2 separate regions of the Drosophila melanogaster genome follow, and region 1 is linked to region 2. Evidence: chromatin contacts called from public Hi-C data. All regions are on one chromosome and are shown on one strand. The core of a region is the stretch at or near the end of the contact, and the rest is flanking DNA. Distances in the headings are between cores, read along the strand shown.

Region 1 (5,737 bases), core at 1,030-3,529, 46 kb before region 2:
TATTCGCAGTCGGCTGATCTGTGTGAAATCTTAATAAAGGGTCCAATTACCAATTTGAAACTCAGTTTGCGGCGTGGCCTATCCGGGCGAACTTTTGGCCGTGATGGGCAGTTCCGGTGCCGGAAAGACGACCCTGCTGAATGCCCTTGCCTTTCGATCGCCGCAGGGCATCCAAGTATCGCCATCCGGGATGCGACTGCTCAATGGCCAACCTGTGGACGCCAAGGAGATGCAGGCCAGGTGCGCCTATGTCCAGCAGGATGACCTCTTTATCGGCTCCCTAACGGCCAGGGAACACCTGATTTTCCAAGCCATGGTGCGGATGCCACGACATCTGACCTATCGGCAGCGAGTGGCCCGCGTGGATCAGGTGATCCAGGAGCTTTCGCTCAGCAAATGTCAGCACACGATCATCGGTGTGCCCGGCAGGGTGAAAGGTCTGTCCGGCGGAGAAAGGAAGCGTCTGGCATTCGCCTCCGAGGCTCTAACCGATCCGCCGCTTCTGATCTGCGATGAGCCCACCTCCGGACTGGACTCCTTTACCGCCCACAGCGTCGTCCAGGTGCTGAAGAAGCTGTCGCAGAAGGGCAAGACCGTCATCCTGACCATTCATCAGCCGTCTTCCGAGCTGTTTGAGCTCTTTGACAAGATCCTTCTGATGGCCGAGGGCAGGGTAGCTTTCTTGGGCACTCCCAGCGAAGCCGTCGACTTCTTTTCCTAGTGAGTTCGATGTGTTTATTAAGGGTATCTAGTATTACATAACATCTCAACTCCTATCCAGCGTGGGTGCCCAGTGTCCTACCAACTACAATCCGGCGGACTTTTACGTACAGGTGTTGGCCGTTGTGCCCGGACGGGAGATCGAGTCCCGTGATCGGATCGCCAAGATATGCGACAATTTTGCCATTAGCAAAGTAGCCCGGGATATGGAGCAGTTGTTGGCCACCAAAAATCTGGAGAAGCCACTGGAGCAGCCGGAGAATGGGTACACCTACAAGGCCACCTGGTTCATGCAGTTCCGGGCGGTCCTGTGGCGATCCTGGCTGTCGGTGCTCAAGGAACCACTCCTCGTAAAAGTGCGACTTATTCAGACAACGGTGAGTGGTTCCAGTGGAAACAAATGATATAACGCTTACAATTCTTGGAAACAAATTCGCTAGATTTTAGATAGAATTGCCTGATTCCACACCCTTCTTAGTTTTTTTCAATGAGATGTATAGTTTATAGTTTTGCAGAAGATAAATAAATTTCATTTAACTCGCGAATATTAATGAGATGCGAGTAACATTTTAATTTGCAGATGGTTGCCATCTTGATTGGCCTCATCTTTTTGGGCCAACAACTCACGCAAGTGGGTGTGATGAATATCAACGGAGCCATCTTCCTCTTCCTGACCAACATGACCTTTCAAAACGTCTTTGCCACGATAAATGTAAGTCATGTTTAGAATACATTTGCATTTCAATAATTTACTAACTTTCTAATGAATCGATTCGATTTAGGTGTTCACCTCAGAGCTGCCAGTTTTTATGAGGGAGGCCCGAAGTCGACTTTATCGCTGTGACACATACTTTCTGGGCAAAACGATTGCCGAATTGCCGCTTTTTCTCACAGTGCCACTGGTCTTCACGGCGATTGCCTATCCGATGATCGGACTGCGGGCCGGAGTGCTGCACTTCTTCAACTGCCTGGCGCTGGTCACTCTGGTGGCCAATGTGTCAACGTCCTTCGGATATCTAATATCCTGCGCCAGCTCCTCGACCTCGATGGCGCTGTCTGTGGGTCCGCCGGTTATCATACCATTCCTGCTCTTTGGCGGCTTCTTCTTGAACTCGGGCTCGGTGCCAGTATACCTCAAATGGTTGTCGTACCTCTCATGGTTCCGTTACGCCAACGAGGGTCTGCTGATTAACCAATGGGCGGACGTGGAGCCGGGCGAAATTAGCTGCACATCGTCGAACACCACGTGCCCCAGTTCGGGCAAGGTCATCCTGGAGACGCTTAACTTCTCCGCCGCCGATCTGCCGCTGGACTACGTGGGTCTGGCCATTCTCATCGTGAGCTTCCGGGTGCTCGCATATCTGGCTCTAAGACTTCGGGCCCGACGCAAGGAGTAGCCGACATATATCCGAAATAACTGCTTGTTTTTTTTTTTACCATTATTACCATCGTGTTTACTGTTTATTGCCCCCTCAAAAAGCTAATGTAATTATATTTGTGCCAATAAAAACAAGATATGACCTATAGAATACAAGTATTTCCCCTTCGAACATCCCCACAAGTAGACTTTGGATTTGTCTTCTAACCAAAAGACTTACACACCTGCATACCTTACATCAAAAACTCGTTTATCGCTACATAAAACACCGGGATATATTTTTTATATACAAACTTTTCAAATCGCGCGCCCTCTTCATAATTCACCTCCACCACACCACGTTTCGTAGTTGCTCTTTCGCTGTCTCCCACCCGCTCTCCGCAACACATTCACCTTTTGTTCGACGACCTTGGAGCGACTGTCGTTAGTTCCGCGCGATTCGGTTCGCTCAAATGGTTCCGAGTGGTTCATTTCGTCTCAATAGAAATTAGTAATAAATATTTGTATGTACAATTTATTTGCTCCAATATATTTGTATATATTTCCCTCACAGCTATATTTATTCTAATTTAATATTATGACTTTTTAAGGTAATTTTTTGTGACCTGTTCGGAGTGATTAGCGTTACAATTTGAACTGAAAGTGACATCCAGTGTTTGTTCCTTGTGTAGATGCATCTCAAAAAAATGGTGGGCATAATAGTGTTGTTTATATATATCAAAAATAACAACTATAATAATAAGAATACATTTAATTTAGAAAATGCTTGGATTTCACTGGAACTAGTTCTCTCTCTCTCTCTCTTATCTATCGCTACTTGGTTGGCGCGCTCTCGCGCTCTCTTTGTGTGCGTGTGGGCAGTGTGTTTTTTGTTGTTTTGCGCTTTATGTGTTGTATTTTGTGTGTTTGGCCGAAGTATTTAAAACAAAAGTGCAGCGGAAATAGTTAATAACAAAATATTAGTCGACGGTAGCGGTCCGGTTGTTTTCGTGCTCATCGCGAGTACGTATTTATTTTTAAAAAATAATAAACGCGAAAGGCAAGAGAACGCGGCATAAGTTGTGTTGACTTTTGAGTTTTGTTTGTTAATTTTCCAATTGCAAAGGCAAATTGCGGTCTTTTTTTTGTTGCTTCTTTGCTTTTCCAACGTGGCAACGTGATTGTGTGGGTGTGCTCTGGTGTGTGTGCATGTGTGTGAGTGCGTGCGTGTTTGTTTGTTGGGAAATCGCAGAAAAATATTTAATTGATTTTTCACCGGTTTATTTCCTAACCTCAAACGCAACATCTTCTGCTTCTTCTCTTTGCCAGCTGTTGCATACAACAAATAAAAATAATAAAAATAATAATAATAATAACAACAACCACCTAGGCAAACAAAAACAAACGGAGAAATAATAGCAGCCAAATAAAGGATAAACGGCGAGCAAAGCCGCAAAAAACCACCAGAATGAATATCGATTCGCTGAAAAACGAGTGGGAAGAACTCAATAAGGAGTTTGCCGAACTGGAGGTAAGCTCTATATATATTCATTTATATATACAAACATACATCTGTAGAATCGAGAAGTAATGCCCACAGACTATATAGATATCAATACCAAAATTCGAAGACATGAAAGAGGCACGCGCACAAACACCCACACGTGTGTCTGTGTCGCTTTCACCTTGGACAAAAACAGCTGCTTGTTCTTAAAAATACCCTTGCCAAAGAGAGCCAAATGAAATTCACTAAGAACTCAATAATTTCCATTAAATTTGATACTATTATCAGCAAAAAGTGTTAAGCACCATTATAAATGGCACCAAATTTTGTATGCATAATTGTATACACTTTTTTTTTCTTTCCAATCAGAAGATTTTCAAAATTAAAACTTTAACAAACAGCTGTTCATAAATAAGTTTACAGCTATGATATCAGTAACGTATGAAATTCCGATCGCCTGTTTTTAAAGATTATTGAACTCATTGTTGGTATATGGCTGTTTATTACGATAAGTAGAGATAATACCATTGAACTTTGAACTTTGAGAGCTGGCAAAAAATGTGCTCGATGCTCGGCAAGGGTATTCAAAATTCTTCTCAATGGTCTTGCTTATTCCTTTCCAACCCTTTTTTTTTATTCCCACCGATCACAGAGCTGCAACAGGCGGTACATCGAGCTGCTGGAACAGCTGCACAGCCATCAACAAATCTGCTTCAATGAGATCAAGCATCAGCGGTACCGCATGAACCAGATAACGACGTCTCTGCGACAGTGAGTATTGGAGGTCATTGACCCTGGATTAATTTGAAGAACCAACGGGAAGGTGGGCGGGCTCACACTGTAACCATTAAAGATTAAACATGCAGTTATATTTGTTCCTTGCAATTAAATGAGTTTGCTTTGCCAACCAACTCCAGTTATTTATAATGATCTACTTGCCATTTGTGTGGTAATCATTAGCCAATATATATATATATATATATACATATATATATCTGTTCCTAGAAAGCTGCGCGTTCTTTGCACAATGACATTTCCATTCCAATCGCTTTGGCACCTTGAAAACCGGCCGCATTTTCCCACCCCCTTGGCCAACGCGCTTTTGCGTGGATTTTGGGCTATGTGTTCTTGTTTGCACGATTGGAATTTGACTTCAATCAATTAGAGCCGTCTAATCAGGCGAACGAACACACGCATTTCAGCACTCCGAGCACTTGCGTTGATTAGGTGGGCAGAGCAGGGAACACAGTTCTTGCGGCAATTAGTCAGGCCGTAATCAGTTCTTATCGCGTAACTGCCAACAGTTGGTTGTTGGTTGGATCGCTCGGAAACAGTGTTTTTACAACTGTTTCTTTTGTTTTTTTTCTTGGCCGTGATAAAACTTCTGATAAACCAGAGCCCCTAGACTTTGCTCACCACCACCGTCCGTCCATCCATCCAAGACTACGACTATATTTCGGGCTCCGTGTTTTATGGTCGCGTCATAAAAATACCCATTGCCCGATACGCGTAGGTACATAAAAAGGGGGAGTGGAGCATTCTGGCGGAGTGCAAATTAAACCGAAAACTGCCCAACTGCCCAGCTGACCAGCTGCCCTTGACCCTCCGTCGCAATCGCACAGACACACACACTCACCTGCGCAACACGCAATCCCAGCAAACACAATCACACAAATGTGCAGGCACAGTGGGACAAAGTGCGCTAAATTTGGATATATAATAAATCCAAAACCAAAAAGAAAACAAAAAAGGGTAAAATATTTTACTGTTGTTAAAATTCGATCATTCATTATTCACTGATATTAAATATAGTAGATATAATCGATTTAAATTCTTTGCACTTCATCTTCATCGTTTTCGATTTAAATTATAATTACAATTATCTGTTGAATATCTCGGTTGAGCAGTGTGCAGGGTGGCGAATTGCTTTACTTCGCATGCAAAACACCGCCTCAACTTTGACCCACTGTGCGGCCAAGGCTTTTCGCTTTTCGCTTTTATACACTATACTATATACTTTATATTTGTTTTGAGCGCGGCTTCGCAGCGAGTGGAAGTGGAAGAGAAATCGCTTGCATTGGCGCGCTTTTGAACGCTCACAAATGTGGGGTATACAAATCAAATAAATAGCAGGCTGCGCAATGATGAAACATCAG
Region 2 (5,959 bases), core at 964-3,463:
TCAAAAAGCGCACACACTTGCCGACCCCACCGCCCCAGTTGATTTTCCCAAAGCTATCGCTTTTCCACCGCACCGCCAGCGCTTTCCATCAGTTTCCATTTCTCGTTTTGTGCGTGAGCCTCTGACCCAAATAAAAACAAACAAAAATAACAACAGAAGTGGTAACTAAGGTGGGGACAACGCACAAAAAGACTCATCAAAAACTCATAAATTTGCAATTTTCGACACATGACAAAATAAATTGTAAACAAAGGAAAGCGCGAAAGCCGAGAAAACTAACAAAAAACGGGCACAATAAACTTGACTGCCTATAACAATATCTCCGCTTTTCCGACCCCTTTGTTTATGGAAAAGCAATGGAAAAAGGTGAAAAGCGGGTGTTAAACGCAGGGAATATGAATATGTTGCTGTTTTGCCAACAATTTGCACTAAAAAAATAAGTGAATAGATAATAATAACCTGGAATACATTTTAGACTTACAGTCCGCAATGCAAATAAAGGCGGGAAAAACAAGAATTTCATCTTTTTGTATTCTCATTACCTAAACTCAATGAATCCCATGGATTGATAAAAATAAACTGCTTTGTATAGCCACTCCACCTAAATTGAGTTTTGCTTTGTTATGCAGTTTTTTTTTTTAACTTTACAGCACAAAAGTGACAATATCTTCATTGAGTCAGAGTTCTATACGATCGTTTGTAAATAAAAGCGGATTCACGACTTTCGAGCAATTGAATGCCTCTTAATAACGAGTTGGCAAGAAATCGTCGACTAATAAAATGATATTGGAACTCACAAAACCTTCCGAATGTATCTGATAAGCGATTGGCGGTTCGAATTCCACGACGGGGTCACAAAAAAAACATGACTTATATGACTCATTTTAAAAGCCAAACAAAAAAAAAATAAAGCAAAAATAAAGTAACAAGTTCAAGCTCAGAAACATCAGTTTATCTCAATCTCAATTAATTGGTATTTTGCAATAAAAAGTAAATGTTCATGTTTAAAGGGTGTATTAAAGGGTATTCGCGAATTCACATATTCCACATTGAATTTCCAAATCGATTTAAATGTTTTAACCTTATGGCGCTACATGCAGTTCAATTCAAAGTATCAGTATATCACGTATACGTATGCTTTTTATACAATCATTAGAGAGGGAAGAATTCGCGACACGATTCTTTTCTGCCGTCTTTTTAAATGGCATGGCAACTTGAGAAGAATTGCGAACCAAATGAGAAATGGAAATTCGCAACTGTCTGGTGTTGATGGTTTTATTTTTCTTGTTATTGTTGTTGACGTAGTTGAGGGCAGTTCATAAGCTTCGTTTTGCAACCGCAAGAATTGCTAATATAAAGCGGGTAGACCATCTAGCTACCCAGTAAGCAAAATAGCAATAAATTTATTATGGGAAACTTTCGAAGAAACAAGCAACTGAACTGTGCTTAAGAAGTATAATTTACACAAGCGTTTTGAAGGGATCAAGTTGTAAAAAGTGGTGAGTACAACGCTTGACAATGAATTTACACCCTTGACCTACATAGATGCGACCCGCTGATACCCTGTAAATGCATATGGTGGCACAGTACAAAGCCAGCAATAGAAAAAAGTTCAACTAATTAGCGCAAGTGACTTTTGAACGTTCTCGTCGCAGGTTTATTTCTCTTACTCGGTCTTTTATTTCAATTGAACGGCAACATGGAGCGTGAAAAGTGCGACAACAACAGCAAAAGGCGGCAGAGCAATGTAGAAATGTTTACCATACAACAGAGTAGAAATAATAATAAAAACAATTAACACATTTTTCTCCGCCGCCTAACCAGTTTTCATTTCGGTGGCAAAGACGATTTATTCATTTTATTCGGAGACAACAAAAAATGTAGATCGCCACTAACTACACATAATGTAGTACGAGTCTCTATCTTTATCTCTCTCCAGCTAAAGCACATGAACGTACATATCAAATACACCGAAGTTCATGAAATCGAATACCTTCGTATATTCAAATCACAATTCTATTGCTGCATTTAATGTACATTTTTGAATTTTTCATAACTAATTTGAATTTGGATTAGGCCCAATGAATTTATACCATAAAATGCCTATTATTTTGGCCCAGGCTGTAGCCAGAGTGTTTGCTGTCTTTAATCTTTTTGAATTGAAAGAAATCTCGACGCGACTGGGAGGCTCTGCGTTTTTGTGCCGGCGTCGATTTTTTAGTTCGAAAACGTATGCGGCGCGGTGAAGACAAAGGAATTGATTTTCAATAAATCGAATAAAATGTAGCCGAATGTATTTACATGTTAAATTTTAAAAATACATAAAGCTAGTTTTTCCCATAATCCAATTTTTTTCTTTTTTGTGTTTGTGTGTGTGTGCAACAAAAGAGCGAGTAAGAGAGCAAAGAGCCGCCAATAAATGGCAAATATGTGATAGGTGATAATCTGTGTTTAGGCCTTTCTGACTGTCCCTCTCTCTCTCTCTCTCTCTCTCCATGACTTTCCACCCCGCCCTGTCGCTTTCCGAAGGGCAGACGGTAAATATTAGGCGGCTCTTATCAGAAACTTGTGCGCTGATAAGCTTTGATAGCAGGTTTCGCTCTCTCCTGCGCTCTCAATCAAATTTTCCCATTCGCGAACAGCTGTTGGAGGCAACGGCAACAACAAACCAGGAACAAAGCTCAGAAGCTGCTGTAAAGGATATAAAGTGGACATTTTGGAGTACTGGAAAGGAATTCAAGGAATTGGCATAAATTTGGCATATAATTGGCATAATTCAAACCAAAGGCAGTCCAAGTTGCAGAAATGGGTAAAGATCGACTGCCCGAGCTTTTGCAGGTAAGAAAATATTAGAAACGTGGGTGGTTGGTTGGGAGGTTGGGATGAGGTAACTGCTAATTAGTTTGAAGCACAGTGGTTTGGCATCACTCAAACCGCAATACGAATAAAATCTACTTAACACGATGAAATACATTTGGTGGTATTTGCCAGGAAAAGGATTCCACTTTTCTCGGTAAAAAGTAATCCTAATCAAAGTTTTTTTTTTTTTTGCGGCACGTTGAAACACATTCTGACCAAGGTGCTGCCACCTTCTTTACAATTGGCCCAATCTCTCACATTTCTGTTGGCGCTTTTGGCACTATTTCGACTTGTGAGCCAAGGGGGTTTGGTGGGTGTTCGCTATGGCATTTATCAGATCGGCCAGAGATAACGACGATAATGTGGCCACACATCACACTTACGGGGCAACCCCGCGTTTCCGCCGACAAACTTTTAGCACCAAGTGAATTTCAGTACCGAAGTCATTTTTATAGTTCATTTACACCGCGCCAGATTGTGAACACACAAACGTAAATAAACTCAACCAAAGTTGTTAGTTTCAATTTAGTTTTTTCTCAGTTTTTCCCTGCAGTTCGTTAGGATCGCATGGACCTATTTTATTTTTATTTATTTATTTTTTTTTCTTCTCATTTTTGCTGTACTAATTCCAGCGCTCATTGAGCACGAACTCGTCGAACTCGTCGTCGAACGGTTCACTGCTTTTGAACGTGTACAGTGGAACCACGGAGTTCATCATTGGCAACACCGGCGGTAACAATAATAGCTACAGTGTCGTTAGCCAAAACTCTCACAGCTGCAGCAACAATAACAGCAGCACCGAACCCAAGGATCGGTCCAGTTCAAAGATGACGCAGTATGGCTCGAATGTGGATGACATACTCAATCCGGTGAGTTTAAGGATCGAAGTGTATACAAAACACAACTTCAGAATTCATACAAGTTTTTACTATTATTGAGTATTGAAATAGTTAATAGAAGAAACTTTAACTCCTAAGATAGCTATCTTGAAAGTTATAAATACTTAGCGAAGCAAGAACATACAACAGAAAGCAGCTAATATCTAGCATAGTTAAACGTTTCCCCTCAATGGAAATAAAAGATCAGAGAGCCGGAGAGAGGGAAACCCTTTTTTTCTTTTTTATGGCTTACCCACACATGTGTGCACTTATGAATCAGCTGTATTACTCAATCGCTGCCGGCGTAGCGCGAAAACTCGTGATAAGTCCAGAAAAAAAAAAAAACATTTTCTCATTAAATACGTTTTTTATTGTGGTTAAGAGAGCGGACGAAGAGAAGGCAAGTAGTCGCCATGTAAACGTAAACAACGGTAGACAACTCTTGCAAAGCAAAAAAGCAATACAAGCACTGCTTCCTCCTGAGCAAGGAAATGTACTGGAAATGCAATGGAAGTGAATATACGATTTTAATAGATTTTTACGGTATCCTTCCTTTTCAGTACACGGAGATTCGCCAACAACTCGCACAGATAGCCGCCAACTTGGAGACGATGAACCGCATGGCCCAAACTGTCAATCTGCGAACTTTCAACGGTAAGAATTTGAATCTAAAGTTGTGAATACTTCCACTGCATCACGGTCTAAATCCAATTCGCACAGAGAACGAGATGGATGAGCTTCACAACAAAAACCTGAGGCTGGGCAATCAGCTAATGACGCGATTCAACGACTTCAAGGCGAATCTGCCGGCGGAAAACGATTACAGCTTGGAGGCAAGGATGAAAAGAACCCTTTTCTATGGACTCCACCAGACTTTCATCAATCTGTGGCACAAAAACGAACTATTCCTGCAGAACTACGAGACCAAGGTCAAAAAGAATCTGAGACTGCATACAAAAATCAGTAAGTGTGATACAAAATGGACGAGTCTGATTAAATGCTTTGCAACTATTACATTATTTTGTTTAAGAACTTCGTTACAATCTACTTTTTAGTTAATTCTGAAGCCAGCGAACAAGAAATCGAGTTACTCATCGAGAACAAGACAACCAAACTCTTTGTGGATAATGTGAGTAAAGAAAGAATTATACAAACAACTAAGTCTTCTGTCTGATATGATTCCTTATCAAAGGTTTCATAAACATATATATTTTAATATGTTCGGCATTTAGTATGTAGTTTAAATGACATTTTATACAATCTAGGACTATTAGCTACTAAATATTACTCAGTAGAGCGCAACTCACCTCGATGTTGTATTCATTTTTCATTTCATTTGACTTTATCGCATCTATAATTTGCGAGACGATCATTTTCATATCACTTTAAGTAAAGCTTTACACAGAAAAAAAAAAAATTTGGGATTTTAATAGCTAATAGGATATAATCACTTTCGCAACTTTTTCAACACTGGAACACCATAAAAAAAATGAAAAAAAAAACACTGAAGCTCATTTGGTGTAACACCCACACACCTTCATACATACATACATATGTATGAAATTATTTTGCTCAAACGCAAAATTACCGCGAATTTAGGAAAAAAAATGCTTCGTATCACAATGCCTATACTCGCATTTACTCGAGTAACAGCACTAAACAACGGTAAATTCAATAAACTTAATTTCGCGGTGCGCAGTTAAAAAACACGTGCGTATGTCGATGCTCACGAAGAAGAAGGAAAGAGGAAGTTTAAACAGGGAATGATCAAGGGCCAACGGTAAATCAAACTCATACATACTCTCTCTGTTTCCCGCTGTTGTATTAACATCATCTATTAGTTAATGAGGCTGTTAAATAAGGCATTATGTTCTGCAATACAGATTATCACATACGTTGATTAATTATATTGGTTGAGTGGTTAGGCTATACATTTTTATATTGAATAGAATATATTTTCAAACTCAGTGGTTCACCATCAAAAAATATAAAAAAAGAAGTGGAAGCTAATTTACCGCAACACACACATTACATTACATACATGTGTAAATAGATGTTAGCACACACATTCTATACATACAAACATATTTCGCGCGCCATTGAAAACGCAAAATTACAGCGAATTTAGGAAGAAAAACGCGCAAATGCTTCGCATCACAATGCGCATACTCGCATTTACTCAAGTAACACTTTTCACCATCTAAAGATCGTTGAATTCAATA

The links. A called contact is a pair of places that touch in the nucleus more often than the background predicts.
Region 1: a contact with region 2 is called in a Hi-C map of the Kc167 cell line, with 1.9 times the contacts expected there. The contact joins the promoter of CG32795 here to the promoter of Syx4 in region 2. A contact is called at or near these places in 58 of 107 Hi-C or Micro-C datasets (the D17-c3 cell line, the Kc167 cell line, the ML-DmBG3-c2 cell line and 18 more).

Annotation. Positions count from the first base shown.
Region 1 is chrX:2,787,109-2,792,845 of dm6, reverse strand. It overlaps CG32795, which reads left to right and starts at 2,279. Exons shown (of 9, transcript NM_001258580.1): 1 at 2,279-2,601; 2 at 2,689-2,787; 3 at 3,468-3,608; 4 at 4,234-4,352. The coding sequence starts at 3,546. All of the region lies in intron 2 of kirre (kin of irre), which reads right to left. It overlaps w (white), which reads left to right. Exons shown (of 6, transcript NM_057439.2): 3 at 66-720; 4 at 782-1,097; 5 at 1,301-1,432; 6 at 1,503-2,247. The coding sequence ends at 2,117.
Region 2 is chrX:2,740,330-2,746,288 of dm6, reverse strand. It overlaps Syx4 (Syntaxin 4), which reads left to right and starts at 2,213. Exons shown (of 7, transcript NM_080318.3): 1 at 2,213-2,838; 2 at 3,492-3,728; 3 at 4,298-4,391; 4 at 4,458-4,700; 5 at 4,793-4,866. The coding sequence starts at 2,806. kirre (kin of irre) reads right to left here and starts at 5,484. Exons shown (of 11, transcript NM_001258579.3): 1 at 5,285-5,484; 2 at 5,045-5,132.